2 separate regions of the Rattus norvegicus genome follow, and region 2 is linked to region 1. Evidence: chromatin contacts called from public Hi-C data. All regions are on one chromosome and are shown on one strand. The core of a region is the stretch at or near the end of the contact, and the rest is flanking DNA. Distances in the headings are between cores, read along the strand shown. Region 1 has its middle 130 kb from the start of Bmp7. Region 2 has its middle 35 kb from the start of Ctcfl1.

Region 1 (2,976 bases), core at 325-2,824:
TGCCACGCTCTCCATTGAGGAGCTGAGCGTGGGGAGCCATGCCTCAGTGCACCACCCAAAGCAACCTATGCCCCAGGGAGACCTCCCTCCGCCTTGCAAGCAGAGCGGCTGTCTCTGTCAATGCGTTGGTGGCACAGTCCCCAGCTGGAAGTGTTGCGAGATCTCTGGGGCTCTGGTGTCACCAGGTCACCCAGTTGTGCCTCTGAAAGGCCTATTTTCTCTCCTTGTCTCACTCTCCTGGTGGACAACCTTCCTCCCTCTAGATTTCTGGCTTAAAAAAAAAAAGAAAAAGAAAAGTAAGGCAGCCAGGCAAGCCTTACTCCCTGGAACCAGGAGCCAAAGTAAACTCTTTTACTTGCTTGTCTCAGCTAGGCTGCCCAGCCTCGAAAAGCCATGGAAGGAATACCGTCTTTCTCCGTCAAACCCAGCCTCTGCCTCCTACTGCATGCTGGTTGGCCAAGGTCTGTGTGTGACAGACAGGCTTTCACAGGAGAGCCCCCCAACACACACACACACACACACACACACACACACACACACACACACACACACACACACACACGCGCGCGCGCGCGCGCGCGCGCACCCAAGGTTAAGAGGTTTATCTCGGGGGCTGGGGATTTAGCTCAGTGGTAGAGCGCTTACCTAGGAAGCGCAAGGCCCTGGGTTCGGTCCCCAGCTCCGAAAAAAAAAAAAGAACCAAAAGAGATTTATCTCAACAAGAAGCCTCGAGGGAAACAGTGCCTCTAAGAGACGCCACCTTGAAGGTTCAGGAGCGACCAGAAAAAGTTGCATCTTTCTGTTCTGCTGCTCTCTCATATTCTCGTCACCCCCCAGGCATCCCTCCTGGTTGCAGAGTGGTTGCCAGGGCACCAAACATAACATGTTTATCCCAGTCCAGACAGGAAGAAAACCGTGTTTCTTTCACCTGATGAACCAGCTTTCTCTCAGGCGCCAAAAGAGCCAGATTTCCTCAAGTCTCATTGGTCAGAATTATGTCACATGATCGTTTCTAAGCCAGTCCCTGGCCAGCAATAGGTTTTCATGACTGTTGGGGACCAATAAGGTTTCAGTCTTGGAAGCAAGCCGCCCTTGAGTTCCAGGTAACCGAACACCAACAAGATGGAGTCTAGGCGTCTGAGGCTAGAGAAAATCATCACTACGTAGAAATAAGCAGTATAGTTTAAATACCCAGATAAATGTATGTTCCGATAAATAACTTTTAACGTTTGGTATGTCTCGCGTGGTGCTTGAGGCATATAGTAAGGCAGAACCCCAGAGCGGTGGGTTCATTATACTTTCTCTGGGTGTCTATTAACCACTCAATTATGTCCAACACGGCTGTCCATCACTGCTGGCGCCTGGACTCGGGCCGTGGGCTGAACTTTTCTGCAGTTGCGCTCCTGTGTTTTTGTTGGAAACGCCTTCTCTGGGTGGAAATGGCAGGACGGTGGCTGGGATCTCGCATCCCATGCCTGGAAACCCCGTCCCAGGGCTTGGCTGTGCAGCCTTCTGCTTGGCCACCGCCCCGGAAGGCGCAGCCTTGAGGCTGCAGCGCCTCCCTTCTGGAAGAGTGCGGCGGCGGCCAGCAGAGGGGGCCGCAAGAGCGCTTATCCGTCCCAACGGGGCCTCCAGAGGCTGGGGCTTGAGAGGAATTCTGTGGCGTCTACCTGGCCAGGCTTCAACCGCTTTGCATTTTGTAGGAGAATCGCTTCCCAAGTAAAAGTGTCCATCTTTAAACGCCTGCTCGACGTGCAAGTGTGAATGGGTAGAGAGTGTTAAAACCCGCTGCCCCGGGCTGCAGAGTCAGCTGAGTCCTTAATACCGCTGTTCCTATTCTATCAAGCAGAGAGGGTGTGTGTGTGTGTGTGTGTGTGTGTGTGTGTGTGTGTGTGTGTGTGTGTTCAGCTGGGTGTGATAGTGCGTACCTGTAATTCCAGCATTTGGAAGGCTGAGGAAGGAAGACCCTGAGTCCAAGACCAGCCTGGGCTATATATCAATCAAGACACTTTAAAAAATTAAAATCGGGGGAGAGGGAGGAGAGCTGAGTGTTCCCTCCTCTCCCCTCTTCTAGGGATGGGAAGGTGCTGGCATCATGCTCTAAGAAACAGTTCGATGTAACGCGGGTTCTTCGCAGGCAGGGATGACAGGATAGGAAGGCAGCCTGAGCTCTTGAGTGGCTGGACTCCAGTAGGCTGAGTCTGGGACAGCCCCGCCCTGGGGTCTTAGCATCTGGGCCACGCGGGCAATCCTTGGGGAGCACCTGGGCAGCCGCCCTTGTGCAGCACAGCCTGCCGAATGAAGCCGGGAAGGCAAGTACAGACCGCTCGAGGGCGTGTTTCTTAATAATAATCTTCTCAACACAAAGAATAATTCAAAGTTTATGCAAGGTGATAGAAAGAAACCCCAATGACTCAAACGGTATTTTGGGAGCGGAGCAGCTCCTCCCCAGGGTCAGGATGAGCAATCCCAAGTGATTACTAGCCACTTAACGAGAAAATTGTCTCCGGGGTGAAAAATCCAAAACAAGGAGATCTTTAGGCAGAAAGGCCAGCGTTAGACCCTTCGGGCAGATGTTTGCCTCCCCAAATATCATGTACTTCAAGCCACAACCAATCACAGCGGACTTCCCTCATGAGGGCTCTGGGGAAAAATAAATCCAGGTGTTAAAGGGTCCAGAGAGACTGGGTGGGGTGGAGGTGGGGGCTGGGAGGGGTAGGGGGCGGTGTTGATGCTGAAGAGGTCCTCCATTTCCTGGAAATTTTGCGGACTGTAGCAATCACACCCCCAGCTGAGAGGTGGGTTCCGAAGACTCCTTTTGTTCAGGGGCATTTGGCTCTCCGTGGGGGGTGAGGGAGGGGTGGCTGGACCCAAACAGCTAGCTTTGCGGAGACCACCCCCGCCCCACCCCGGCTTCTTTTGTCTCCCCTTCTCCAATCATTTTCTTTTAGCTTTCTCCCAGGAAGTCTGGGACCA
Region 2 (2,976 bases), core at 349-2,848, 270 kb before region 1:
CAGACTGAGGCACCAAGTATAGATGAAAAAGTAGATCTTCATTTTATTGCGTTAGTTCATGTAGATGGGCATCTCTATGAATTAGATGGACGGAAACCGTTTCCAATTAACCATGGGAAAACTAGTGATGAGACATTGTTAGAGGATGCCATAGAAGTCTGCAAGAAGTTCATGGAGCGCGACCCTGATGAGTTAAGATTTAATGCAATTGCTCTCTCAGCAGCATAGCATCTTGACAGAAACACCAAATACTGTATTATTTGCAACAAAAGTTAAATTTCTGATGCCATAACTAACTCAAAATTTTTAATATTTTCATTAACTTGACTAATTAAACTTTATGTGAATAAACTTTGACTTTACCTGTAAAAAAAAAAAAAAAAAGAAATCCCACCAGAGAGAGAACAAGGCACAGTCACTGCCAGGTGACCTGAGGGCTTCGTGGAGGGAGCACGGCTGTCTGCCATGACACAGTTCGTGAGGCCCCACACACGACTGTTGTGGAAGCTGATTCGTCTGCTTACACAGAATCTACAGTGGGCCTCAGGTAACCACTCTGCAGGGTTTCCCAACTGTCTCAGTTCCTTTTCCATTGCCGTGACAGAACACCCTGACGAAAGCAAGGTTTAAAAGTCAGCATTTAATTAGGGTCTCCGGAGGTTTACAGCCCACGGCCTTCTCAGGCCTTCTTCTCAGCAGGGAACGTAGCGGCAGCCAGGTCTGTGAGCAGGGTGGTGCTAGAGCAGCAGCTAAGAGCTTACACACTTTTTTTTTTCAATGTGCATCGGTATTTTGCCCTCATGTATGTCTGTGTGGGAGTGTGGGATCTTGGAGTTACAGTCTGTGCCATGTGGGTGCTGGGGATTGAACCCCTGTCCTGTGGAAGAGCTGACAGAGTTCTTAACCACTGAGCTATCTGTCTAGCCCCAAGCTTACATTCTTATCTACAAATAGGGGGCAGGGGGAGCACCATGGGCTTTTGAAACTTCAAATTCCGGGCTGGAGAGATGGTTCAGTGGTTAAGAGCACTGACTGATCTTCCAGAGGTCCTGAGTTCAAATCCCAGTGACCATGTGGTGGCTCATAACTGTCTGTAATTCATTAATGAGGTCTGATGCCTTCTTCTGTTGTGTGTTGTGTCTTAAGACACACCATATATATATATATATATATATATATATATATATATATATATATATATATATATATATATATATATCTAAAAAAATTTTTAAAAAGAAACTTCAAATTCCAGCCCTGCCTCCACCCCACCCCAACTCCTCCACCACCCCCAGTGACACACTTCCTCCTACAAGGCCACACCTACTCCAACAAAGGCCACAGCTCTTAATCCTTAAACAGTTATAACTGGGGACTGTAACCCGTGAGGCTGGCAGCAGCGGTGATGTGTGGAGCAGTCTTGGTCACATAAGGAATGAATAGGCAGCAGGCAGTGCACGGGGTCAGAGGAGCTGCTGAATGGAAAAGGTGGCCCCACCTCAGGAGGGCTCCCCAGTTCCGCACAGGCCCCTCTGTTTCTCTCTCACTCTGTTCTTTCAGCGACCTGCTCTTCCTGGCCCCTGGAGGGAGCTCCCAGCCAGTAAAAGCTGCCTGACCAAGGGCTTCTGATCACCTCAGCTCTCAAGAGTCCTTGTGTCTATAAGCCACAATGATCTGCTAGCTTGGCTGGGCGTTAGAATTCCCTCGGGAGGGTTAAAGAAGGAATGTGTGGGGGCACCTTTTCCCTTCAGCTCTGGCTGTCCTGGAACTCACTGGGTAGACCAGGCTAGCCTTGAAATCACAGAGCTCCACCTGCCTCTGCCTCCCCTGCACTGGGGTTGAAGGTGTTTGCTCTATGCCCAACTTAGGAGCCCTTCTTCTGTCACGTGGTTCCCAGGTGTAGAACTCTCTCGAGTCATCAGTCTTGGCACCAAGGGACCTTTACTTACTGAAACATCTCACCAGCCCACAATTTTGGTTTTCTGAAACTTCATTCATGTCAGCCTCAAACTTCGTATGCGACCAAGACTAACCTTGAACTCCTGGCCTTCCTACCTCTGTCTCCTGACTGCCACAATTACAGGTGTGAACCACTCTGGGACCTTTGAAGAAGCCTAGTGTCCAGCTGCTCCTGGACAAGCTACTCTAGAACACGGGGTGGGACCTAGCTCAGGGCCACCAGAACTCCCAAGTAGAGTGAGGAAGGGGAAGAAGGAGGGGAAAGGGAGGAAGTGACAGAGGGCAAAGAAGAGAGAGAAGGAGAGAGAGGCACACCAGGCTGTGAGCCCACCTCCCCTCCACAGAGGAACAGGCAAACCCAGACATTGCAAAACCATCCACGACACTCATTGGTGACAATTCCAGCACCCGCTTCCTGGCTTCCTGCAGCGGGCGACTGAGGCCTGCTAGATCCCCTAGAAGCTTTCGGAACACAGACAAAACTGTTCAGTAACAAGCGAGGGCTTCCTCAGACATTGTGAGGAATGCACAACACCCTGCTTTCTGTAAACTCTCAGCTTCACAGAGCAAAGGGACACACAGGAGACCCTCTTCTTTTTCTGCTCTTTGAATATTCTAGAACTTATGATTAGGTGCCATCGCTAGCACTGAACAATAAGCCATGCAGCCAGTGACTGTGTGCATGGGTTCAATGGAAGCAGGTGCTTGTGGGCAGTGTCTTAGTCAGGGTTTCTGTGGTTGGGACTAAACACCATGGCCAACAAGCAACTTGGGGAGGAAGTTTATTCAGCTTACACTTCCACATCACTGTCTGTCACTAGAGGAAGTCACGACAGAAACTCACAGGGCACGAACCTGGAGGCAGGAGCTGATGCAGAGGCCATGGAGGGATGTTGCTTACTGGCTTGCTCCCCATGGCTTGCTCAGCCTGCTTTCTTATAGAACCCAGGACCACCAGCCCAGGGATGGCCTCACCCACAATGGAATCTCCTACCCTTGATCACTAGTTGAGAAAAT

The links. Hi-C and Micro-C count contacts between places; a contact is called where the count stands out from the background.
Region 2: a Hi-C map of the A7r5 cell line shows a contact between it and region 1, with 7 times the contacts expected there. The contact joins two enhancer-like sites. A contact is called at or near these places in 11 of 12 Hi-C or Micro-C datasets (the A7r5 cell line, Schwann cells, frontal cortex and 6 more).

What each region holds. Positions count from the first base shown.
Region 1 is chr3:182,006,144-182,009,119 of GRCr8, reverse strand. No RefSeq gene overlaps it. Among named protein-coding and RNA genes, the nearest start is that of Bmp7, 130 kb to the left of the region's middle. Within about 2 kb of position 1,574, at least 3 of the 93 cell types and tissues checked have an H3K27ac peak or open chromatin away from gene starts, as enhancers often do. A contact at or near this core is called in the A7r5 cell line, where this site is marked.
Region 2 is chr3:182,272,678-182,275,653 of GRCr8, reverse strand. It overlaps the pseudogene Uchl3-ps1. Among named protein-coding and RNA genes, the nearest start is that of Ctcfl1, 35 kb to the left of the region's middle. Within about 2 kb of position 1,598, at least 2 of the 93 cell types and tissues checked have an H3K27ac peak or open chromatin away from gene starts, as enhancers often do. A contact at or near this core is called in the A7r5 cell line, where this site is marked.